Regions from separate parts of the Mus musculus genome. Here regions 1, 2, 3, 4, 6 and 7 are each linked to region 5. The links are chromatin contacts, called in public ChIA-PET, HiChIP or PLAC-seq and promoter capture Hi-C maps. All regions are on one chromosome and are shown on one strand. Each heading gives the region's core, a stretch centred on a gene start, on an enhancer-like site or on the middle of the called end of the contact. The rest is flanking DNA. Distances are from core to core; before and after follow the strand shown.

What was found. Promoter capture Hi-C pulls out the DNA fragments that hold promoters and counts their contacts. ChIA-PET counts read pairs in DNA pulled down with a chosen protein or histone mark. HiChIP or PLAC-seq counts read pairs in DNA pulled down with a chosen protein or histone mark.
Region 1: a contact with region 5 is called in a promoter capture Hi-C map of pre-B cells, with 2.2 times the contacts expected there. The contact joins the promoter of Trp53bp1 here to the promoter of Ttbk2 in region 5. A contact is called at or near these places in 1 of 39 promoter capture datasets (pre-B cells) and 1 of 115 datasets of contacts at active chromatin or transcription factors (bone marrow-derived macrophages).
Region 2: an RNA polymerase II ChIA-PET map of memory CD8 T cells shows a contact between it and region 5, with 13 read pairs. The contact joins the enhancer-like site here to the promoter of Ttbk2 in region 5. A contact is called at or near these places in 2 of 39 promoter capture datasets (the C10 cell line and neural stem cells), 1 of 15 datasets of contacts at CTCF or cohesin (large pre-B cells) and 8 of 115 datasets of contacts at active chromatin or transcription factors (bone marrow-derived macrophages, embryonic forebrain, embryonic stem cells and 4 more).
Region 3: a promoter capture Hi-C map of pre-B cells shows a contact between it and region 5, with 3 times the contacts expected there. The contact joins the promoter of Vps39 here to the promoter of Ttbk2 in region 5. A contact is called at or near these places in 11 of 39 promoter capture datasets (the 3T3-L1 cell line, the C10 cell line, HPC-7-derived erythroid cells and 6 more), 2 of 484 Hi-C or Micro-C datasets (embryonic stem cells and nephron progenitors), 7 of 115 datasets of contacts at active chromatin or transcription factors (astrocytes, bone marrow-derived macrophages, double positive thymocytes and 3 more) and 2 of 9 other capture datasets (adipose tissue and liver).
Region 4: a contact with region 5 is called in an H3K4me3 HiChIP or PLAC-seq map of bone marrow-derived macrophages, with 5 times the contacts expected there. The contact joins the enhancer-like site here to the promoter of Ttbk2 in region 5. A contact is called at or near these places in 4 of 39 promoter capture datasets (the 3T3-L1 cell line, cranial neural crest, frontonasal cranial neural crest and 1 more), 2 of 484 Hi-C or Micro-C datasets (bone marrow-derived macrophages and nephron progenitors), 5 of 115 datasets of contacts at active chromatin or transcription factors (bone marrow-derived macrophages, large pre-B cells, memory CD8 T cells and 2 more) and 1 of 9 other capture datasets (liver).
Region 6: an H3K27ac HiChIP or PLAC-seq map of microglia shows a contact between it and region 5, with 4 times the contacts expected there. The contact joins the enhancer-like site here to the promoter of Ttbk2 in region 5. A contact is called at or near these places in 3 of 39 promoter capture datasets (the C10 cell line, neutrophils and pre-B cells), 2 of 484 Hi-C or Micro-C datasets (the Ba/F3 cell line and pre-B cells), 5 of 115 datasets of contacts at active chromatin or transcription factors (bone marrow-derived macrophages, craniofacial prominence, embryonic limb bud and 2 more) and 1 of 9 other capture datasets (pancreatic islet).
Region 7: a contact with region 5 is called in a promoter capture Hi-C map of pre-B cells, with 2.7 times the contacts expected there. The contact joins the promoter of Map1a here to the promoter of Ttbk2 in region 5. A contact is called at or near these places in 2 of 39 promoter capture datasets (cranial neural crest and pre-B cells), 2 of 484 Hi-C or Micro-C datasets (both in embryonic stem cells) and 1 of 115 datasets of contacts at active chromatin or transcription factors (bone marrow-derived macrophages).

What each region holds. Positions count from the first base shown.
Region 1 is chr2:121,270,120-121,273,620 of GRCm38.p6, reverse strand. Trp53bp1 (transformation related protein 53 binding protein 1) reads left to right here and starts at 2,214. Exons shown (of 28, transcript NM_013735.4): 1 at 2,214-2,349; 2 at 2,913-3,097; 3 at 3,312-3,402. The coding sequence starts at 2,343.
Region 2 is chr2:120,498,357-120,501,741 of GRCm38.p6, reverse strand. It overlaps Capn3 (calpain 3), which reads right to left. Exons shown (of 24, transcript NM_007601.3): 15 at 2,757-2,774; 16 at 418-531. Among named protein-coding and RNA genes, the nearest start is that of 4931402G19Rik, 31 kb to the right of the region's middle. Within about 2 kb of position 1,676, at least 92 of the 459 cell types and tissues checked have an H3K27ac peak or open chromatin away from gene starts, as enhancers often do. A contact at or near this core is called in memory CD8 T cells, where this site is marked.
Region 3 is chr2:120,351,539-120,355,119 of GRCm38.p6, reverse strand. Vps39 (VPS39 HOPS complex subunit) reads left to right here and starts at 1,983. Exons shown (of 25, transcript NM_178851.4): 1 at 1,983-2,205. The coding sequence starts at 2,133.
Region 4 is chr2:120,444,935-120,448,320 of GRCm38.p6, reverse strand. Ganc (glucosidase, alpha; neutral C) reads right to left here. Exons shown (of 24, transcript NM_172672.2): 17 at 1,779-2,022. Among named protein-coding and RNA genes, the nearest start is that of Capn3, 17 kb to the left of the region's middle. Within about 2 kb of position 1,785, at least 49 of the 459 cell types and tissues checked have an H3K27ac peak or open chromatin away from gene starts, as enhancers often do. A contact at or near this core is called in bone marrow-derived macrophages and neutrophils, where this site is marked.
Region 5 is chr2:120,848,808-120,852,245 of GRCm38.p6, reverse strand. Ttbk2 (tau tubulin kinase 2) reads left to right here and starts at 1,828. Exons shown (of 16, transcript NM_001024856.2): 1 at 1,828-2,190. It overlaps AV039307 (expressed sequence AV039307), which reads right to left and starts at 1,590. Exons shown (of 4, transcript NR_038350.1): 1 at 1,481-1,590.
Region 6 is chr2:120,538,666-120,541,992 of GRCm38.p6, reverse strand. Zfp106 (zinc finger protein 106) reads left to right here. Exons shown (of 22, transcript NM_011743.3): 4 at 2,501-2,698. Among named protein-coding and RNA genes, the nearest start is that of Zfp106, 24 kb to the left of the region's middle. Within about 2 kb of position 2,017, at least 151 of the 459 cell types and tissues checked have an H3K27ac peak or open chromatin away from gene starts, as enhancers often do. A contact at or near this core is called in bone marrow-derived macrophages, heart atrium and microglia, where this site is marked.
Region 7 is chr2:121,287,837-121,291,118 of GRCm38.p6, reverse strand. Map1a (microtubule-associated protein 1 A) reads right to left here and starts at 1,517. Exons shown (of 7, transcript NM_032393.2): 1 at 1,247-1,517; 2 at 298-399. The coding sequence starts at 1,484. It also overlaps a transcript of Trp53bp1 not described here.

The DNA of each region.
Region 1 (3,501 bases), core at 965-3,464, 420 kb before region 5:
CAGTTAGAGCCCCAGGGTCACCATCCTGCTTGTCTTTTCTTTTGTTTTTTAAAGATTTGTTTATTTTATGTATGTAAGTACCCAGCTGCTCTCTCCAGACACACCAGAAGAGGGCGTCCGATCTCATTACAGATGGTTGTGAGCCACCATGTGGTTGCTGGGAATTGAACTCAGGACCTCTAGAAGAACAGTCAGTTGGTTTAACCCCGGAGCTATCTCTCCAGCCCAGCTTCCTGTATTTTCATGTCTTCTGGGATAATTCAATGACTAACTTAATCACCACACTAACAAGGAGTTCAGTTTTTCTTCCCAGTATTTTTAATTTTTAAAATCTCTTGATTTAGTTAGTAGTGGGAATGGCTCAGGTTCATTTACTTAATCTTAATTTAATGTGTCCTTCTTAGTTTTATGAATTGAAGTTCCTTTAAGAATTATTTTTATTTGGTTTGTATGAGTTTTTGCTTGCTGTATGTATATGCAGTGCCCATCAAGGCCAAAAGAGAACGTGGGATTCCCTGGATTTGCAGTTACAGAAGGTTGTGAGCCACTGTGTGGGTGGTGGGAATCGAACCTGGGTCCTCTGGAAGAGCAAGCAGTTCTCTTAACTGCTGAGCATCTTTCCAGTGCTTAGTTTTATGAATTTTGACAAACACATTTTTTTAAAACATCAAAGTAATCAGAAAGACCTGGGTCTATGTCTCTCTAGGGGAAGAGAGCTGCAGTTGTCATGGTGGCCCTGAGGAGAGGGCTCTGTGGGAGTCAGCTCAGTCTGCCCAGTCTTAGACCTAGTTGGTCTCCTTCCTCTCAAGCTAAGCAGACTGATACACTTAGTGCTCTGCTATAGTTGAGGTCGGCTTGAGGTGGGGTCTTTTTTTTTTTTTTTTTTGATTGCATTGATTTGATGTCTAGTACTCAGTAGAGAAACTCAGGAGTCAATCATGAATGATTTTAGGATTAAGAGGTAAGATGTGTCTCTGTGATTTGGGTCATTTTTGCTCTACTTGTAAAACATTCTAGGATTGGAATTTTAGTTATAACAATAGATCCTAAAATTTTCAGAGCGATTTCGTTTAAGCTGATCCTTTTGTTCCCACAAGTAATGCGTATGAAGACAACATGCTTTGATTTTTGGGTTAGGAGAATATGATCACTGTAATTTATAGCAGCAGAGAGGAGATTGGCTGGTAGGATGCTCCTCTCTAAGCTTGGCTTATTTCAAGTGCTAAACTGGGCATTTATAGAAGTTGAGAATCATGTATGGGCTGTGCCTAAATAATTCTGAGTCTGGAGTAGAGAAAACCGCCTCCATTTTAATGCCTTCTATGTATATTCTTGGCACTGTGCTAGGTGCTTTCCCTCCTGACAGCTGCTTGGTTAGAATTCTAGCCCAGATCCAACGGCTCTTTAAATTAAAATGACAGTGAAACCACATATGTATCTTGAGCTCAGTTCATTAATAGTTGTCACAGCTGCCACACCCTTTATAAGACCCTGACACCATGATTAGGATAATTAAATCTCTGGGCCTGGATCCTTTAGGTCATTGAGTTAGTAGGGGTGACAGCTGTTCTCTTTGCTTCTAGTTTGAGGATTACAATGCTCAGTTCGTTCAATGGGAGGTGCAAAGCGTCTGGGGCTGCTGCAATTCCCTAAAAGAAAGGGCAGAGAGAGACAAATAGGGAAGCTTGAAAGGGAGTGGGAACACGAAGACAATATAAAACAACAAAATCAAAACTGCCAGAGACATAGAGTGGGAAAACGGAAGCCTTTAAATTCAGGCAGAGGTCTACAAATGGGATCCTGATCGACACTGGCAAACCCCACAGAGGCTTCTCTTCCATTTCACCATTTCAGAAGTACTAGCTCTCCTCAATTCTCCTCCTCTTTGCCCTTTCTTTGAAAATCCAGGAGACTCTCCTTTTCCACGGAAGTCAGTGAAGGGGCCGAAGCCCTCAAGTGTGAGTAGTGAGTACCCCCGTCCTTCAGGCAGGGGTTTTTATTTCATGCCCTCTTAATGTCCCTTCGGTTCAAGGATACTGTCATGCTGGCTGTATTAGGGGGAGGGCCTGCGACGTCCATGCTACCATGGAAACACGCCGCCGTGTTCCTTTTCTTACGCTGGGGGCGGGCACTTCACCTCAGCCACCTATCATCCATAGGATTTCCTGAGTGGCAGACAACAGCAGCGAATGGGCGATCCGATATTGCGTGACGTGACGGGAAAAGGGGGAGCTCGCGGCCAGTGGCGGCGGTGGCGACAGTGGCGACCTGGGGATCGACCTGGAGGGGCCTGGGCAGCGTGCAGAAACCTCTAGATCCAGCGCGAGGCACCTCTCGCCGGGATGCCAGGTAGTGCTGCGAGCGGAGCCGAGCTAGCGGGCCGCAGAGGCCCGGGTGGCGGGCTTGAAGGGCTGGCCGCCTGGAGGGGGCGGGGTGGCAAGCATGGCGGCGGTGACGGGGACGGGGTTGGAGGGCCGGGGAGGGGGTGGGGAGGCAGCCGCCGCGGTGGTCCTGAGGCCGCATGAGGGCCGTGGGCTTCCCGCCCGCCGGGGTTGCGAAGAGGTCTTCCCGGGGCTCAGTGGCGTCAGAACGCGGGGAGAGTTGTGTGGGGGATGGAAAGGGGCGGGGAGAAGAGGTGAGGAAGGAAGCGTGTCTGAGGGAAGGTGAAGAGAAAGGAGGGAGGGAGGGGGAGATCGAAGGATCCAGAGGCGCGGTGGTAAATAACGGAGAAATGAGGGCTGGGGAGATGGCTGAGAAAGTGCTAAGAGCGATTGCAAATGTGGGCTACTGGGTAGCCCTAGAATGGTCCCTTTCTCGATCTCACACTTCCGCCCCTTTATTTAGTCTCAGATTGTGTGTGGAAAGCTCAATAGGGTTACTCTTCGAACTGATCTTTTGTTATTCCATTCCAGGGGAGCAGATGGACCCTACTGGAAGTCAATTGGATTCAGATTTCTCTCAGCAAGACACTCCTTGCCTGATAATAGAAGATTCTCAGCCTGAAAGCCAGGTTCTGGAAGAAGATGCAGGCTCTCACTTCAGCGTGCTATCTCGACACCTTCCTAATCTGCAGATGCACAAAGAGAACCCCGTGTTGGTGAGTGAGTGATGATGCCCTGTTCAAGTTATTATTTTTTTCTGACCCCCCTACACCAAACTAACCCAGAAAATTAACGTGTTTAGTTGATTGTTAGCTTTTGGATAAAGTTGGTGGGGAACGAAAAATGAAATCAACGTGTTCTCACCCACAGAAAGGTCCCTGTTGTACTACTTTGTGTACTGTGAGGATCTTATGTGCTCATGTTTTCTAGGATATTGTATCAAATCCGGAACAATCTGCTGTAGAACAAGGAGACAGTAATAGCTCATTCAATGAACATCTGAAAGAAAAGAAAGCTTCAGGTGAGCAGTTGAAGGCTTGGCTCTCTGCAGTGTTTAAGGTCCTGTGGGGGCAGAACGATTTAAACATGCAGTTGAGATTATGTGTAAGGAAGCCTAGTT
Region 2 (3,385 bases), core at 427-2,926, 350 kb after region 5:
TGCAGGACTTCAGGGCTGCTGTCAGACCCCACTTTCTGCTACCATCCCCTTTTCCTCCCTTTGCAACAACTCAAAGACAGTTCAGCTTCGTTCTCTGCAGCTGGCTCGCCTCACTCAGCCTTTGTCTCCCCATGCTCCATTGTCCTGACTGGAGAGGCGTCAGTGGGCTGTTCTTGGCCTATCCTTCCCACCCTGGGACTGGTTTGGTGTGGCAGCGACCTTAAAAGACACTTACCCAAGAAATACCTGCAAAGTTCAGAGGAACTTGCCGGGAGGAAAAGTCAGCAGACAATTCCAAACCCCACAGTGCTGAAGAGACCCTCCCCTGAGAGCTACCATAACCCCTAAGGACCCCAAGAGCATAGCAGAGCCGCCACTACGAGCTAAACTCCCCATCCATGCCGCATGCTCAGAAACCTGTGGGGTTTCCCCTCGTTTCTCGGGCCCTGCTTTGTCTTTGCCCTCCTCTGCCTCCTGGTCCACACCCAGCTCCTTGTTGCTGTTTGCTCTGTCAGAAACGAAGATGATGGGCTGGGGAGGGGAGGGGAGGGAAAGGGGCGGGCAGGAGGGAAGCAAGTATTACAGGCCGACGGACACAAGAGGCAGACGACCCCTGAAGCAGCTTTGTCCACTCAGGAGGAAATGGTCACTCAGAAGCCTGAGTCCCATTTCTGAACTCACAAGCCGTGTGGCTAGGAGACATGCCAAACCTTTCTGGACCTTGAAGAGTACTCTCTCTGTCTCTGTCTGTCTCTCTCCATTTCTGTCTCTGTCTGTCTGTCTGTCTGTCCCTCCCTCCCTCCCTCTCTGTGTTTTGTTTTGTTTGGGACTGAATCCCACTATAGCTCAGTCTAGCCCCTGTGTATACCATCATGTGTGGCTTGAACCTCAGTTCTTCTCAGTTTTATTCATATTTTTAAAAACAGCTAATATGTTCTATAAGTTGGATGGTCCGCTATTGTATCCCACCTCCCATTTCTCCTTGTGCGTTCCTAAGTAACACGCAAAAGCGCTAAGAATGCTGAGCACAGATGATGTGATCGGTGATTATCAAGTACTTTTGTGAATTTATTTTTCAAGTGGAAAAACACTGAAGTCTCCCAGAAATTCAGTGTCAAACCCATTAAAAATGAGGCTTTCAGGCTGGTCGTGGTGGCACACAACTGTAACCCTAGCAGAGGGAATGACCACAAATTCAAGGTCATCCTAGTAGAAAACAGAGCTCTGGCCCTGCAGTTCCCCAGGAACCTCTCATATCCTGCTGCTTGTGGCATGTCTGCTCTGCCCAGCCCTCCTCCCCTCATGTAAGAACTACCTTCAGTGGCTGTTCACACTCATCTGCTACTGCACCTGGTAAAACCTCACTTTCCCTTCTGATAGGGCCTCTGCGGAAGCCAGAGGGTTAGTGAAACTGTACTTACTGTGCAAACCCCGAAGGTACTGCAGAAGCAGGAGGGCTACCTTAAGGCCATATTCATGCAAGTGCAGAGGCCACAGAAGAGCTAGAGAGTGGCCACCACATCCTGCCTGTGCTGGTGTGGTGGGAAACAGCAGGGCTTGGGCCAAAGTGCAGATAATCTTAGCAGCCTCCACTAAAAAAAGCAGCCTGGTCAGGGAGGCCCCACTCTGTTCCTGTGCAGCTCACCCAGGGGGAGCACCAGAGAGAGTCGGGTTTAGCTCTGAGAGGCTCCTTAGACCGCAGCTTGCTTTTATAAACAACGGCTCTTGCCAAAGCAAATGAAACTAGTTGGGATCTCAGAACAAGCGAAGGTGACGGTCTGAGCAGACTAGTGGGCAGGGTGTAGCCATGGGGCATCTCTACCAGCCATGCGCTTATAGACTCACATGCAATCTTGACAACACAAGCCTTGAAGGGTAGGGAGCACTGGGGAGGTGAGGCAGGAGACTGGTCTCGGAGTAGACATATGTGGGACTGTGGTTCCAATGTCCCCAGTTGCTAACTGTGTGGCAAATCACTTTGCTTCTCTGAATGTGAACGCTCACTTATAAAAAGCATAAACAGTGACTACCTTATAGATACTATTATATAGTGGGGTAGGGGCTTGCTATAAGCACTTCACATGGTATATGTTCCCTCTGGGCTGGACCAGCACTCGTGCCAGGAGAACCTCTGAGATAGATTCCTCAGGACCACCATAAGCACCCACACCAAACCTTGTCTGACGGCTGTGTATTTCAGAGCACAGACTCTGTGGAACCCCCTGGCTAAGTGTGGTCTCAGGGAGACTGGTTTGTCTCTGCCTTTTCCCCCTCTAAACACAGGACTGATAATGGAACCACAGTCCAGGATCACTGTGAGGCTGAGCTGAAGCACTTGCGAGGGCACCCAACTCAGCAGAGGCTCCAAGGAAAAGAGGAAGAAGTGCATCTTACACATGCCACAGTGTACACACACATGCCATATGTTACACATGTGTATACATATGCATGCATATACACAAGTATACACACATGCCACATGTTACACGCATGTATACATATGCATGAGTATATACACACATGCCACATGTTACACATGTGTATACATATGCATGCATATACACAAGTATACACACATGCCACATGTTACGTGTGTGTATACATATGCATGAGTATACACACACGTGCCACATGTTACACATGTGTATGCATATGCATGCATATACACAAGTATACATACACGTGCCACATGTTACATATGTGTACACACACATGCATGCATGTGCACACATAAGCACAGTGCCTGGCCCACTCACCTTGTTTTTTTTCTTTTTCTGCATAGAAAGGGGACAGTAAATGAGGAATGGGTGAAAATCAAGTTTCTAGGGTGGCCAGTGGCTCAAGACTCTAGAGTCCAGATATTGTAATCAATTGGAGCTCAGGGGTAAAGGCACTTGCCACCAAGACTGACAACCCAAATGACCCCTGGGAACCACAAAGCAAAACAAGAGAACTGACTGCCACAAGTTGTCCTCTGACCCCCACATATGTGCTTGGGACATGCACATACACGAATGAATGAATAAATTAATAAAATACAATTTTTTAAAGAACACAGAGTGCAAAGGAGGAAGAGTATTCTTCTGCCACATCCCAAGACTGACAGCTGCTACGCTTTGTTCTGCTAATCCGATGCTGAGGAGGGAAAGGACCTTGCCAGTCCTTAAAAATAGAATTGGTCGCCAAAATGTGGCTCATTCAAACCTGTGTGAAAGTGAAGTTTTTTTTTTTTTAAGGAGATTTTGTTTTAATATTTAGGCAAACATGTAACAGGGAGATTCATATGTGTTTCCAGGTTAGGGCTTTTTTTGTAAAATCGGAAGGTTTGGCAATTACACTGGGCGAGCAATGTCCTGTGGCAAGTCAGCTGAGCCCCTACCCAGTG
Region 3 (3,581 bases), core at 734-3,233, 500 kb after region 5:
AGGACCTCTGGAAGAGCAGTCAGTGCTCTTAACCTCTGAGCCATCTCTCCAGCCCATTTTATTTTTATTTATTTATTTTTTAAAATACAACCCAGAGCAACCTTCCCAGGAGTGCCAGTAGGCTGGGCTTTCCCATATCAATTATTAATCAAGAAAATGCCCCCACAGAATTGCCTACAGGCTAATCTGATGGAGACATTCCTTTTAACTGAATTTCCTAAGTAACTCTAGCTTATATCATGTTGACAAAAAGCTAACCAGCACATCATAGTAAAATGTTAATAGCATTTAGGGAACATTTCTCTACAGCTTTTTGCTGTGGTGGCTTTTTGAAATCTACCTTAGGTAGAACCCTTAAAGAACAATAATAGGAAATAAGGTATTGTCTTAAGGTTTTACTGTTGTGAACAGACACCATGACCAAGGCAAGTCTTATAAGAAACATTTGATCAGTTGATCCCATTCTGGATTGATTGAGTCAAACGGATGTTTTAGTAATGTCTCCAGGTGCAGTGGCCTGAAACATTTGATCAGTTGATCCCATTCTGGATTGATTGAATCAAACGGATGTTTTAGTAATGTCTCCAGGTGCAGTGGCCTGGAGGCCAGGACAATGACTCTGTAAAGTGTTTGCCACACAGCATGAGGATCCGGGTTCGTTTGGATCCGTGTCATCCATGTGACAAAGCTAGTGCCCTTAACACTGAGACTAGAGACAGGTGGGTCCCTGGAGCTTACTGGCTTGCCAGTGAGCTAGGCTGGCTAGTTGTAAAAGGGGTGGATATGTCTCAGAAACGAGCAAACAAAAACACAGGCCATTTCTCATAATGTGGAAAACAGCTGAGGAAGACATCTATCTGACCTCTGACCTGAAACATTGGTCAGTAACAGTGGCTCGCCAGAAGTGCTTACCAGATTGCATCTTCATTAATGTATCTGACCTTTGGGCGGGCTTCTCTAACATCTCTTGCAGGTAGATTCTGAGGTTGCTTCCCAACATCCTCCAGTGCACACATAACAGTCCCGTATGCAATCCCTAGGGGATTATGCCCGGGCTAAGGAACATTAGCCTATAATGGCTTTCCTGTTCAAGTGTATGAACTTACTTGAGTTCATACTACTCTCCAAAGTTTGAGTAAAGTTGGAATGAGGTCTGAGCCTGAATTTTTCAAAACTTGCTTGACTAGGCACTAGGAGAGAATCACTGGTCTACAGCTTTAACAATGTAAACCTAAGGTACAACTAAGAATTAGCTGAAATGTAATGATGGTACTGAAGCAATCTATTGACTGGCTAGAGTGTGTCAGACTTGACAGATGTTCACGATTCTAAGCAATCTTATTTTGAAGAAGGTTTTGCAGAGTATGAAAGTAAGGCCTGCAACAATCTATTTCCAAAGAAAAAGAAAAGCCAAATTTCCTAAGTGGTATATCTCCAACCCAAGACTGACGCCAAGGCAGAAGTTCCTTTTTCCTCCGTGGTTGGGAGGGCTGGTTTTTGAGACAGGGCCTCATGTATCCTAGGCTGGCTTCAAACTTGATACGTACTGAAGATAACTCTGAACCTCCTGCGTCCTGGGATGTCAGGCTGCCATCTCTCCTGACACGCAGCCCAGTGAGCTAAATTCCTCTTTATCGCGAGGTCTTCACTAAGTTGACTGCCTAAAATCAGTTTCTCGGGCTGGCGAGATGGTTCAGTGGTTAAGAGCACTGACTGCACTTCCAAAGGTCCTGAGTTCAATTCCCAGCAACCACATGGTGGCTCACAACCATCTGTAATGGGGTCTGATGCCCTCTTCTGGTGTGTCTAAAGACAGCTATAGTGTACTCATATAAATAAAACAAATAAATAAATCTTTAAAAAAAAAAAAAAAAAGATCAGTTTCTCTTCTACCACCACAAACACCAAGGGACTCTGAGCAGCTGGTATGGATGTGAACTCGGGTTGGGGGCGGAGCTTCTGCTGCGGAAGGGGCGGGCTTAAGGCAACAGGAAGTCCGGCGGCGAGGATGGAGTTGTTGCTGAAGGCCCTGTAGCAGGGGTCCCTGGTGGAATACGAGTCTTCCCTGTTTTCGGACGGCAGGCTCCTCCCAGCAGCAGGGGCGGGACAGTGGCGGTGAAGCTCCCGCAGCCATGCATGACGCTTTCGAGCCGGTGCCGATCCTGGAAAAGCTTCCCCTGCAGATCGACTGCCTGGCTGCCTGGGGTGAGCCGCGGGGCCTCGGGTCAGGGAGGCAGCGGCCCCTCACGCCGAGCTATAGAGAGGCAAGGCGTCTGACCCTGTGGGTGGGCTGCGGACGCAGGCTGTCAGAGAGGGCGGACGTGACTGGACCCCGGGCGGCTTGCGTGATTGCTAAGGACAGTCCATTTGTGGACGCTCCGCGCTCTCTCTTGTGCGCTATGCAGTTGGAGGCTGAGCTCACATTATTAATGTGCTCTGTTGGGGCCCATTTCGGTTCCCAAGAAGTCTTGAGTGAAAAGGGCAAAGCCTGCCAGGTGCTTCACCTTGTTAAATGATTGCGGTGTGTTCTAGGTGACAGACAATGTTAGCACCGTATGCTTCAGAGCATTTAGTGTTCACTTAGTTTATTTTTCCTTTTAGTAGTTAGCTCATATAACTACCTTATGTCGTGAGGTGCCCAAGTTACCTGACTGAAGTGGAAGAGCATCATAACAGATTGCTGTGAAACCTGACCCATGCGACCTTGTATACTTTTTCTTGGGATTGACCAATGCAGAAAGCAAGGTCAGCATCCTTCATGTTTTCTGGAGTTCAAGAACGTAAATCTTGGCTCTCAGGCTACATCGAGTGCTTTTCTATGCATCGTTATTACCCATAACAGGCTACGTAAAAATAATTCAGTCTTTTCTGTTAATGTCCATGCCCTAAATATCAAGAAACATCAAGGGCCCATACAAAGGTAAAGTTCAGAATCTGTACGTAGAGTTTACCCTAAGGAAGGCACCACGATGGACCACAAGGAAATGTTGATGGTGACCAGTGTGCCGAGCATCTGTTGCTAGCGCTTCCCAGGCATCCTTGCAGGTTCTTTGTGGCCTCCTTAGAGGGATTCACATCTTTTTTTTTTTTTTTTCCCTGTGCTCTTCTTTGAGCAGCCCCTAGCCTCTGTAAAATAGTACCTCCAATGTAAACTGATGTAGTCCTTTGAATTAGGGAGAGAATAGAACCCAATTTCCTACAGCCATCTCAAGAAAACCTCATTTCCTGGAGGAAAGTGCTCTCAATAGAGAATAATACATGGAGGGGTTCATTTCTCTTTTGTTTCATTAAATATGTTCTGGATACCCACCTGTACCGTTCTCTCTACTATGGACAGGAATACAAGGATGAATGAGAAATAGTATCTGTGTACCCAGAACACTTTGGGGGTCAAAAGCATGAGGACAGGTTATGACACCAGATAGATGATACCAGAAGTGTGTGCTACCTATTTCAACACGTAGGGCAGGTATTCAGTTCAGTCTAAGGCAGAACATCCAAGCAAGATGAGTGCAACTGCCTGCCACACACTTGCCTTAGCGTGTCACAGTCATTGACTGCTCCTCTGAGAGAGACTCATT
Region 4 (3,386 bases), core at 536-3,035, 400 kb after region 5:
TAGATTTTTAATGTTTTTTAGTATTATACCTCCCCAAAAGGAATTGGAAAATACAAAGAGCCAAGATTCTTTCTCCTATGACCAGAGAGTTTATGAGCAGTTGCTATGGTTACTTTACATTTATTATGTGAAAGAGCTTTCTATCAACTTGAATGTCCTAGTGGAATATTGAGACATCTCTTGTGTGCCACACTCCTGTCTGACTATTGAGTAACTACCTACCACTGCTGCAGGCAGAAACTAAGGCAAGTCTAAATGTGTAATGTTTCTTTCTTTCTTTTTCTTTTTTCGAGACAGGGTTTCTCTGTGTAGCCCTGGCTGTCCTGGAACTCACTCTGTAGACCAGGCTGGCCTCGAACTCAGAAATCTGCCTGCCTCTGCCTCCCAAGTGCTGGGACTAAAGGCGTGCACTACCACGCCCAGCTATGTGTAATGTTTCTGGTGTGAAGTAAATGTTGACAAAAAAAAATCACACTTTATTATAATGATAATTTGGTGCCACTTCTTGCAGCCAGTGACTTTCATGTATCATTTAATTATTATTTATTTAGATGAAAGGAACCGATTTTCCTTGCTTTCAAGCAGTTAACACTCTTGGGGAGGGTGAGAAATTGTCAAAATTTTAAATAGATGTTGCTTTATATGACCCATCCAGGAGGCATTGAGGTTCAGAGAAACAACAAAACCTTCGCTATCTGGGACTAGATAGTGACTTAGTGTTTCTATCCATCCTTTAATTTTATGAGGATGGTTTTATTTAAGTATGTGTGTACCCTTTGGGTACAAGTGCTTGCAGAGGCCAGAAGAGGGCACTGGAACCCTTGGAGCTGGAGTTCCAGCTGATTGTGAGCTACCAGACATGGGTGCTGGGAGCCAAAGTTAAGTCCTTTCCAAGAACACTCCAAGAGAGATTTTAACTGCTGAGCCATCTCTCTAGCACCAAGAAATTGATTTTTTTAATTTAATTAACTAACTAATTAATTAATTAATTAATTAATTTATTTATTTTTGGTTTTTCAAGACAGGGTTTCTCTGTATAGCCCTGGCTGTCCTGGAGCTCACTCTATAGACCAGGCTGGCCTCGAACTCAGAAATCCGCCTGCCTCTGCCTCCCGAGTGCTGGGATTAAAGACATGCGCCACCACGCCCGGCTTGAAATTTATTTTTTTTAATTTTAATTTTTTTTTAGACTTTTAAAATTATTTTATGTGTATGAGTGTTTTGCATGCAGGTATGTATGTGCACACATGCATGACTGGTACCTGTGGATGTCAGAAGAGGGCATTGGATCCCCCCCAGAACTGGAGTCAAATGTAGTTTGAGGCACCATGTGAGTGCTGGGAATTGAACTCAGGTTCTCAGAAAGAGCAACAAGTGCTTACCAGCTGAGCCAACTCTCCAGCCCAATAATTTTTAATAAATGAAACGTGTTATGTATTTACCAGCCTTTGCAACACTATATTCTGTTTCTACAGAACGGTAAGAAAGCAGGTGTCTCTAACCCTGGAGGATGACTAGAATTACCAGGAAACTCCTGGCCTCATGTAAGTTTAGGAACTGCCAACACATAATATTTCCATCTCTCAGGATAACGAGTACTTTAATCATGAGAAGTAGGAATCTAGTCAGAGGCAGCACCACAGGCAGCCCCACAACAGGAAATGAAGCTGACTGAAACCTGACTAAACACACAGCTTTTGTTCTCCTTTCCCAGGCCCTGGTCACTGAGGGGATCTATGGGTTGGCTGCTGGAGCTCCTGATAAGGGTGCCCTGTTACCTCATGACGGGCTGAGAAGACACGTGCGTGTGGTAGAACAGAGAATACAGATAGGGCAGGAGGGCGTAGCGCTGCCTGATGGCTTCCCGGATCAGCTGAGTGTATTCTTCCCCAAACAGCCAGGGTTCTCGTCGCTTGGTGTTCATGGTGGCATGGCCTCGGAAGAAGGGCTGGTAAGCTCCAGCCTGGTACCAACGCACAAGCAGCTCTGCCTCAGGATTGCCAATGAAGCCACCCACATCAGCTGGTTACACAGACAAAGACCAGATGAAGAAACCACACTCGTAACCAATAATGTGCTAAGGAAAAATAAGGCCTCGAAAAAAGAGAGGAGACACTATGTGCATACTAAACTCGACAGGCAAACCTATGGCCTCAAATAGGGGAGTCTGAGCCCTGAACACCAGCCAGTGATCTCGAAGAATGCTCTGTGATTTCTTCTTTCCTTCTTTCTTTTTTGTCAAAAGGTCACAGGCTTTTCAGTAAGAGCAGTTGTCCTATGTGTTCTGGATCTTCCATTACTCGGAAATTACAGCCTCCCTGGTTAGGAGTGTGTCTGTGCACTGAAGGAAAGGTGGCTGGTAATGTATTTCTTTTGAAAAGAAAAGCTAAAATATTATCAACCACAGAGCAGCAGTCAACAGCTTTGGGGGTTTAGGTAGAATTTTCTGCTCACCCCGTGGGCAGGACATGTATTTCTTGCCTGTGGACCAATGTTATGAAGACACGTATATCCAAAAAAGTGTTATTAATTTGTTTTTATTCTTGTAGAAGATAAAAAATCAATCAGACCTGCATCTAGAATATACTGGAGGCAGTATATTCTGAGCACCTTCATGTTGGTAACATTTATTGGCATTGGATTCTCAGGATGAGGGATGGCAAGCCACCAGACATGTATTTTAACTACATCTTTTCTAAGAACACATCTTTTGTGTGTGTATATGTGTGTGTGTGTGTGTGTGTGTGTGTGTGTGTGTGTGTGTGTGTTCATGTGTGAGGAGGCACATGGAGGCCACAACCTGACTTCAGTGTCTTCCTCAGTCACTCTTTTATTATCTTTTGAGACAAGTTGTCTCATTGAACCTGAAGTGTATTGATTGTCTAGACTGGCTTGTTAGCAAGCAACAGGAATCCTCCTGTCTTGGCCTCCCCAGCTCTGGGATCACAGGCATGTGCCATTGCATCTGGCTCTTTTACAGGAGTGCTGGGGTTCAGAACTGAGGTCCTCATGTTTGTGTAGCAAGCACTTTACTGACTGAGCCATCTCCATAGTCTGTCTGGTTTAGACAGAGTCTAGCCAGACCTCAGAGGATCTAGTAGCTCAAGAAAACCTTGAAACCTTTGATCTTTCTATTTCCACATCCCGGTCTGGATCATAGGTATGTGCAATCATGCATGTTTTTATGTGGGGCTGGGGATCAAACTGAGGGCTTCTTGTGAGCTAGGTAAGCCTTGGAGCAACTGAGCACATCTTTTTTTTTTTTTAAATTAGATCTTTTCTTTATAATCATTTCAAATGCTATCCCGAAAGTTCCCTATACCCTCCCTCCACCCTGCTCCCCTACCCACCCACTCCCGCTTCTTGGCCCTGGCATTCCCCTGTAT
Region 5 (3,438 bases), core at 579-3,078:
CAACCAGTGTTGAAGATAATAGTAAACATTTATTTTTGATACTGCAGATTAAACCTTAAACATTTATTGTATCATATTTTTGTGGGGCTGAATGTGGGGAATGGCTTAGCTAGCTGATTCCGGCTTGGCTTATTTTACAAGGTGATTGTCAAGATGCCAGCTGGAAGCTGTAATTGCAGCATGCCCAAGACTGAGGCAGGAAGATCAAAAAACTGAGGCTATTCAGGGCTTCATGGGGGCTACAGCCTATCTTTAAAAGAAAACAATGAAGATTCCACAATGAAACCCATTTGTATCTTAACCTAATTTTTAAATTCTACCTGTTTTTGTAGCACATGTCTGTATTGAATAATGGGGGAAAAAAGCATTTTCCAACTTTCATCAATAGAAACAAAACAATCTGGCAACGCCTTCATGTTTGAATAGAACAAGATGACCTCACCATCAGTTGTCTTTTGTTTTGGTTTCTGTCCAAGAGTCTGCACATGACAGGCAGTAAGGATGTCTCCTGCTTGTAAAGGAATATAAAGAGGATGGTAGTTCCTTAACAGTAAGAACACTTTTGTCACCTAAGAAAATATTTGAAAGTAAAAGTGAACCTTTGAGCCGGGTGTGGTGGCGCACGCCTTTAATCCCAGCACTCGGGAAGCAGAGGCAGGCAGATTTCTGAGTTCGAGGCCAGCCTGGTCTACAGAGTGAGTTCCAGGACAGCCAGGGATATACAGAGAAACCTTGTCTCGAAAAACAAAAACAAAAACAAAAACAAAAACAAAAAGTGAACCTTTACAATTCATACCATTGCATCCTCTCTGTTCCTGGCAAACTCGTGGCAGTCATTGCAATTGTTAAGGAAAAAAGAACGTTGGGCATACAATATGGAATAGGTCCGCAGTTTGGTTTTGACATCAGTTTTGTGATCTTGGTAAAGTTTATTCTTAATTTTTAATGTCTATATAATGGATAGTAAAGAAAGAAGAGGGACTTACTCTTAGGTTTTGTTTTGTTTTTTTTCACCAAAGAGCTTGGCACATTCAACATGAAATACGTCTCCCATACAGCCTCGGTGTCCCACCCTTCATAGTTAGTCTTTGTGTGTCTTGAGCCACTCCTGCAAACTCCAAGCTTAGAGTCCCAGACTGGTCCACATGAAAGTTGTTCATTGTCTTTATCAAAAAGCCAATGAAATCTTTTTTCGTGGGTTGTGAATGGGCACTCCCTCGCCAGGCTGACATCTTTGTAACTCCTTTCTTTTCTCCCAATACCTTCGGGTTTCCCGGCCCTAGTTAGCAGCTTAGGTTAGGGGACAGCGCCCATTTCCCAGATCCTGGCAGCTCTAGGTCTGAGCAGGCGAGTAGACCTTAAGCAATGACCCGGCCTCACGATTCTCGACGCGACCGCCTCAGTGACAAAGCATTACCAATTTTCTTCCAAAGGGCCCAACTCTGTGGCCATAAGCACGCTGAGCTAGGAGAACACCTACTGAAGTCGGCTCTCAGAAGCACTGCGCCTTACATCTCTCCTCAGGACAGGCCGGCCGTTGCAGCGGAGGCTGGAACTACGAGTCCCAGAATTCCCAAGCACACGCGCACTGTCATTGTGATGCTCCTTTCCCGGTAACTCGCCCTCTCAGGCAAACCTGAAGATAGCGGCAATTCTCCGGTGGGGGGCGGAGACACTCTCGGCCCAATTCTCCGCCCCCTTCCTGATAGGCAATGGGACTAGCCAACCGACGCCACAGGCTGGGAACGTGCTCTCCAATCAGCACCCGCGGCGGAGAGGTGGGCGGTGCGCGCTGGCAGGGCGGGTGGGCTAGGCTGTGCGGCTTGCGGGGGGGAGAGTAACGTCGGGCCGGGTCAGCGGGCGCTGCAGTAGTCGCCGCAGCGGCGATGGGAGCGGTAGGGACGAGGAGGCGGCGGCGGCAGGAGGAGGAGGAGGAGCAGGGGCTGGCACGAGAGCAGCGGCCCGGGACAATCCGCAGCAATACCCGCAGCCGCTGCCGCCGCCTTTAGACGCGGACGGCATCCGAAGGGACCGCCGGCCGTCTAAGCCGCGCTCCGGTCCCGCCGCAGTGGGCGGCGGGGGATGGGCAGGCGGTGGCGGGCCCGCCTGCTGAGCGGTGACTCCTGCCGGTGCGGACCCTGAGCTAGACCCTCGTCCTCCGTCAGAGATCCTGCGTCCGCCGCGGCCCAGGTAGGACACACCCCCGAGCCCCAGGGCGTCTCCAAGAAGCTTCCCTGCGCCCGCCTCATCCCTCGTTCAGCTCAACCGAGGCGTGGAGGGGAGACTGCCCGAGACCCCTGGGTTTCTTATGCCCACGCCCTGAGGCGACGCCAGACCCAAATTGATCCTCATCCCACAGATCTTTCTGGTTCTGCCCCATTTCCCCGGAGGCTTTGGGTGCCTTCCCTGAACTTGGAGGTTCATGAAGCTGCTTCGTCTGTTTCTGTGGGTGACCCATATATCACTTGTACTCATGACTCTTCTGGCTACCAGGACCGAGCAGAGAGGAGTCTTTTGAAATTATGAGCGTTTCATTCTATCTTGCTTTTCCCACTGTAATGGAAGAGTGACGGGACTACCGAATCTCATTTGTGTGGTAACAAGGAAGGCCGGGACTTTGTAGTATTGAAGTAATGACCAGAGGGATTTGCTTTGACAAAGATGATGCTGTTGATACGCGGGGATGCCAAAAGAGGGACAAAAGAGCCTACATATACGCACTGTCGAGTCAGAGAAGTAAATAATCATGGGGATGCTAGGATACCTGATCCTTAAATGAAGTTCATTTTGTTTCAGTTGTGGCGCTGCCTTAGAGGTAAAAATGACATTGAGTTGTACTTTGCTTTGGATTAAAGTTGATAGGCTTCTCTCCCCTAGCTTTGGAAGCTGTCCTTTAACATTTAAAGAAGACAATTCTATTTTAACCTGTATATGATGGGAAGATGTTATTTAGTAGAATTGAATGTGTGTGAGAGAGTGTATTGTGAATGGACTCAAACTCTCAAATACAAGGAGGATTCAGGCTGTGTTTTGTTTCAGTGTTTGGTTTTGAGCCATTAATAGTTGCAGTGACATTAAACATGGACTTGCCAGGATAGACTGCAAAGATGTATCTGTTTTCTTTCAGCAAAGTGGACTAGAATAACATTCATTTAAGGAGTAAAAAAAATGAGGATTTTTTAAAAAGTATTGAGTGGGTTGAATACTTTTTACTTTTTATGTTGCGATTTTAAAGAAGCTGCAATGGTGACAGATATAACAGTATGCCATCTTGGAGAATCTATCCTGATGAGGATTATGATCTATTAAAAATTAAAGCATAATGAAAGAACTCTTTAACGCAGAAGCTTATATTTCCTGTATGATGAATTTTTATAGACACCAGAAAGGATGTTTGAAGCATGACTACAAAGGAAGGTTTCTCTAATAGTTTAACTT
Region 6 (3,327 bases), core at 768-3,267, 310 kb after region 5:
TGCCCAAAGTTGCTACTGCTTTTGCTCTTCCAAGCTCCCCCTCCCCCTTTCATTTTTGAGACAGGGTCTCCCTTTGTGGCCCTGGCTGGTCTACAACTTGGTATATAGATGGACTAGGCTGACTTTGAACCCACAGAGGTCTGCTTGTCAGTCCCTTAATAATGCTGTTTCTGTTTCCTTTATTGGGGGTTGGGTTACTTTTTGATTTTTGTTTTTCAAGACAGGGTTTCTTTGTGTAGCCCTGGAACTTGCTTTTTGAACCAGGCTGGCCTTGAACTCACAGAGATCCATTGGTCTCTGCCTCTGCCTCCCAAGTGCTGCAGGGTTAGGGTTAGTGACTGCAGCCACTGCCGTCTCCTCTTGCTTCTTCTACTTTTTAATTATATTTTTTATTAGATATTTTCTTTATTTACATTTCAATTGTTATCCCCTTCCCTAATTTCCTCTCCGAAAAATCCCCTATCCCCTCCACCCTCCCCTTGCTTCCCAACCCACCCACTCCTGCTTCCTGTCCCAGGCATTCCCCTATACTAGGGCCTAGAACCTTCACAGGACCAAGGGCCTCTCCTCCCATTGATGACCGACTAGGCCATCCTCTGCTACATATGCAGCTAGAGCCATGAGTCCCACCATGTGTTTTCTTTGGTTGGTGGTTTAGTCCCAGGGAACTCTGGGGGTACTGGTTAGTTCATATTGTTGTTCCTCCTGTTTGCTTCTACTTAGTGCAATGCTGCAGATCAAACCTATTGCCTTATGCCCTGCACTCCCAATGCTACCTACCATTTCCTGTCCAACTGCATTGCATTTTGTTCCCTGCGATTTATTTTTTTGTATGTTAGTGTATTTATGTAGTAAATGCATACCATGTGAGAACCAGTGTCCACAGAGGTCAGAAATGGGTGTCAGATCCCATGGCCCTCAGAAATTCTCTGAGACAAGGAAAAATGTTCTTAACTACTGAGCCATCTTTCTAGCCCTCATGATTGTATTTTAAGATGTATCAGGCATTGTTTGAGTTTTTATAGTTTGTAACTAAGTAACATAGTGTTTTGCTTGGCATTTAGTAATTGTTGGTAAAGTGTTTGTTTTGCTTTGCTTTAAATGGGCATTCAAGTGATTTGTAACAGAAAGTGTCTTCTAGTAAATGAAGTGCTCAGTTTCAAGGACTTCTGTTAATTCATGTCAATTCTGCTTATTTTGATTGAGTTTGGTTAAAACTGGGGGTTGGGGGAGGTGACTGAGTGTGTTTCATAGCATGTGTCTGGAGATTTATATAGGCAGACAGATGTAGATACCCACATTGGTGTGGGAATCACAGAAATATCACTACTATAAACCCATAGCACAAGCACTTAGACTAAGTTTGAATTATTGGACAGCCACAGTTGCACGCTTCTCATTATTGTTGCACAGACAGATGACGTAATCAGGGGATTGAAAGAACTTAGAAACAGTTAAATTATTGATCTGCTACATATTAAAGAGGATTTAAGATTTTGATTCTTAAAACTGGCCAAACACAGTTGGAAAAATAGATAGCTCAGCAGTTAAGAGCACTGACCGCTCTTCCAGAGGTCCTGAGTTCAATTCCCAGCAACCACATGGTGGCTCACAACCATCTGTAATGGGATCCAATGCCCTCTCCTGGTGTGTCTGAAGACAGCTGCAGTGTATGTGTATATATATAAAAGAAATCTTTAAAAGACTGGCCAAAGAGGAGATTTTGCTATTGAGTCAAGTAGAAGAAAAAGTAGACAGAAGCAAGCCAGTCATCACCAGTTTAGGTAAAAGCCAATTTTGTGTGTATCTGGACTGCATCATTTTCTGAAACTGGAGAGAAAACATTTGCCTAACAGCTGCTAACTTCCTACATTTGACATGGTTTCAATTCCCTTTAAATAAGCCTGCTGAAGCAGTGTGTCACATGTATCATCCAGACTAAGAACATTTGCTACTACTGTCTCTTGCCAGGGTCCGGACTCTTCACATTCCAGGCAGAGTGCCAGCTGTTTAATTTTTAGTTACCAAGCTGAGATTGGCTGTTCCCCCTCCTCTTTGCTCCACCCCCAACTTTCACTGGAAGAGCACTTTAGAGCTGGAGATTAAATGGATGTGCTGTCACCAGGCTTTCTGAGTGCAGCTGCCATCATGGGTGTGCCCCAGAGCAGCTTGTCTTTGCTCTGAGCCCCCTGCCCTGCCTCCCCTTTCACCATGTTTCCTTCGGCAAGATTTTAAGTACAGCAATTCAAGAAGATTTCTCCTAAAGCCTATTAATTTGAAGTGTTTTACCTCTTGATTGCTGGAAAAGAATCTTAAATTTATTCCAAAGTAATTTATAAGCAAATATACTAACAGTGGTGAGAGGAGCACCGACTTGATTCCCTCTAACCTTCCACTGTGGCCATCTGCATACAGAGTCTTTCAGAGGCAACTAGCAATCTGGTGAGTGTGCCATGCCAGTGGGGAGCATTGAATGTCCTTCATCTCCCTCTTTCCCTAGGGACATTAGTCATGAGTGCCGAGTGTGCCGGGTCACAGAAGTGGGTCTCTCTGCATATGCAAAGCACATTTCTGGCCAGTTGCACAAAGATAATGTTGATGCCCAGGAAAGAGAAGATGATGGAAAGGAAGAGGAAGAGGAAGAGTATTTTGATAAGGAACTTGTTCAGTTAATACAAGAAAGAAAAGAACAAAGTCGGTAAGTTGGTTTGTTTTTAGTTTTGCTTTTTGAGATAGAATTAGATGTAGACAACTTCTCTGTCCTGAGGATGAGCCTCTAGAGCTTTGTGCAGCAAAGAGTACACTCTACTAAGTAAGCCTAAGCTACACTCAGCCTTGTGATTTGACATTGAAAGATAAGTAAGCCTGACTTTAAGACCCTTAAAGCTTAATCTTATTTTAAATATTAAGTTTTGTTTGAGTTTGCTATCTGAGGACTAAGGACTATGAAGTGCTTTTTTGAACTGTTATATTATCTGTCTTTAAACTCAGTCTTGTTTTTAGTCCTGAAAACTATGGTCTTGGTTACTGTGTCTTGAACTGTTCTTATTATCCAATTTTTCTATGAGAAAGCCGTAGAGTATAAGTAAAATGAATAGACATTTCATCTTTTATCATTTGTATTATTATATTTTTTGTTGCCCAAATAATATCTCTTAGGGGAAAGGATGACCTCTTATAAATTAGCATGGTGCTTTTCTTAAATCTGAATTTTACCTTTGGCATCCTAACAACTATACAGTGCCTGGTTCACTCTAGATGTAATATTAATATTACATTATATTAAAACATTAATATTTTAAGTTTGACAATAGCAAGACTATTTGA
Region 7 (3,282 bases), core at 268-2,767, 440 kb before region 5:
AGAAAGCTGGGGTATGCAGAAAGGGAACACAGAGGAAAAGCTTTTACCTGCGAGTGGTTTGATCACTTTCTTAGTGCTTGTCAGCTGCTGTGTACAACAACGTTTTTCCTGACAAAATTATGCTCTACCATCATATTGAGTGGTTGCAGTGTGTACTGGGCATTATCCACAGCATGTGTAAATAGCTGTGGAGCCATCAAAAGTCCCTCCCTTTTTACCTACCCAATCCTCCCATAAGGCCAGTTCTGGCCTGGATACTGGACCCAAAGGACTGAGACAAATAACCCTAGTCCTAACCTTTGACCTCTGAGGAGAAGTGAGCTAGGTGCCGGGTAATGAAGAGTCTCAACTGTTGGTTCAAGTCAAAGGATGATAAGTCAATATTCCAGGAGAGAATCCCTGTAAAAGAAAAGGGGGAAAAAAAATAAGAGGGTTCTAGTCAAAGTCACCCACAGAAAGCATTGCCAAGCTCCTGGGAGAGGAAAGAAATGGGAGGTGATGCCTCCAAGAAGGATAGCTAGTACCTGCTTTTTCCCCTTTCCAGAGGGCAAAGAGCAGAGTTTAGAATGGGCTTACTAATAAATGAGCTTGGAGTTTTTGTTTTTCAAGGCAAAACAGTTACGGTAGAAGTGACACGCAAGGGTCTATTTCCATATACTGTAGGTTTCCATAATGATCCCTCTTGCTAAATCAGATTCTAGATTCTCCTATGCCCCCTCCCTTGCCTCCATCCCCTGCTTCCACCCGCAGGTGGCTCCGCAGCACTGCGCCACAGGCACGGCTGAGGGAGGTGAGCTGCAGAGCCACGAAGGTCACTCTCTAAACTTGGCTGCCAGCATTCAGAGATTTGAGATGTGTACCTCGCGTTCAAAAACCTCCCCTAAAGAAGAAATTGTAAGGTAGGGACATGGACTTTTCAGGGTCTGATGAGGACTTTCGGATATATGGTCCAGTGGCTTCGGGAAAGGGGTGTGACCAGAGGGACCCCAGGGTCTCCACGGAGCTTCTCCTGCTCCTGCTCCGGGACACTGCGGAACAGAATGGGGTATGCAGAAAGGATGGGCAAGCAAGGTGTTGGCAGCTCGAGAGGACAGAGGCACATTCATGGAAGATGCAGGTGACAGGGTCGCAGGTTTCGGGAAGTGCACATAGAGATAGAGGAGACAGAAATGTGCACTGGGAGATGAATGCAGATGGCGGAGAGGCATGGATGGAGTACTGCGTAAAAGCCAGGAGAGCGGCTCACCTTGTTCAAGGTGGGCCCGCACGGCCCTCAGCTGACTCTCTGTACCGATATCGCCGATCACGATGAGCAAGGAGTATTTCCGCAGGTCCCAGCGCGCTGCCGCTACCGCGGCACCGGCCTCGCAAAGAGGCTCCGCCGGGTTCTGAGCTGGCGGTGCACCGAGGCTCTGGAGCCCCAGCTCCGGAGTTGTCTCCATGGCAACGCTGCCAGGCCGCGCGGTCCCGGCTTCGGTCGCCATGGAAACTCCCGCGGAGTGTTAGGCTAGCTGCGTCCGCTGCGGGGAGAGTGCGCGCGGTTCTTAAAGGCCGGCGGCAGGAGCCGTTCATTGGTCACTGCCTTCTAGGGGCGGGGCTGAAGCGCCGCAGGGGCGGGGCGGGGATGCGGTGGTTGTGCCGCTATGGGTGGTGGCTGCAGTCATCCACCTGCAGTTTTCCTGACCAAGTGCCCCTCTCCGACTTGAGCCAGGGTAAGGGTTCTGCGAGACCCAGCCGAGGGCGGAGTCCAAGGCGCGAGAACAACATCCATCTAGTTAGGCTGTGTCTGCGTTGAGCACAGTGTGGGAGGCAGTTCCGCAGCTTCTCTCGAACCTTGGGGAGCCATCTTGCCCTTCGCTGTCTCGGGGTTTCTATCGTGGTCTCCATCTGGCAATTATCGTTGTCTCTATTTTTCCCCCCGCCTCGCTGCATGCCAGGGTCTAGGTTACCAACCTGGGTTTCCCCGTCCTTGCCCCGAGCTCCGGGCGTGGTCAATCAGGCTGCGCAGTATTGGAGGGGACAGGATGACCTTCCTACCCTGAGTCCCTGGAGAGTAGTTATTCCAAGGATAGTGGTTGGCTAGTCTCCATATTTGCTGAGTGCAATGAGCTCAGACTGCAGCAAAGAGTATTTGAGTAAAACCCAGGAAAGACTTCCCAGCTACTAGGGATGTGACACAGTGGATAAATTTAGGAGACCATGTAATTACTGTACAGAACTGAATTAATATTCTCTGTCTTTCCCTCTCCTTCTCTCCATCCCTTCCTTTCCTTCCTCTCCCCTTCTCTTGCTGAACCCCCAACTCCCCATTCTTCAAAGACTCTCCACCACTACAGCTGATCTTACCCTGAGTCATTCTGTTGTGTGCATCAGAGAGAAGGCCTGTGTTTAGGCTCCAGTTATACTTGCTTTTTCTTCCATTTACCTTGCACTTTGGAGATGGTAGAAGAGAAGAAAGGCTACGGAGATGATTCAGTTGGTAAAGTACTTCCCTGGCAAGCAAGTGTTCAGGTTCTCAGAACTGTAAAAAAAAGCCAGGCACAGCGGTGAGCACTTGGAATCGCAGAGATGGTAACTAGGAGGGAGAGACAGATGAATCTCTGGAAGCTCGCAGGCCAGCTATACCATTGAGAGACCCTGGTATCTATAGTACAAAGAAGAAAAGGGTGTCTGAGGGACACCACTCCAGGTTGTCCTCTTGCACTCACATGTGCACACATGAAATCCTACTCCTTAAAAGGATAGAAAAGAGGTAATAGCTGATACCTCAAGCCTGCCAGTGAACCACGTTCTGACTGTTAAGTACCTCACAGAAATCTTAGCCCTATCTTGAAACATACTATACCTAACCATCCAGTCCATACTGTAAGTACTTTGGACATGCCATGAAAATCCTTTCTGTAGCAGAGACAAGAAAACTACTCTCAGGACATCAGATGGTAGGGTGCCTCTTCCCATACACTGCCAGCTGCAAACCCGAATCTGGAAAATGGCATGGGAAAATGTGCAGGCCTTTACTACAATCATAAAGAGTGGCATATGTGGCAGGAAGCCAGAGTGGAGCAAGGGGACAGTTTCCATAGCAACTGTAGAGATGAGCCTTTAGACCAGCAGAGGGTCTCTGTCTAAGGGACAGCAGCAATTAAGTACAGAGTCAGCTTCCATTAAGGCTAGCAGAGGTTAGACAATAGATATAAATGGTACAGGAGGAATCACACTCAGATTAGTCAGTAGGGCCGAAATTTAGGACTCTGATTTTAGATCCTGCTATAATCAAGTCTT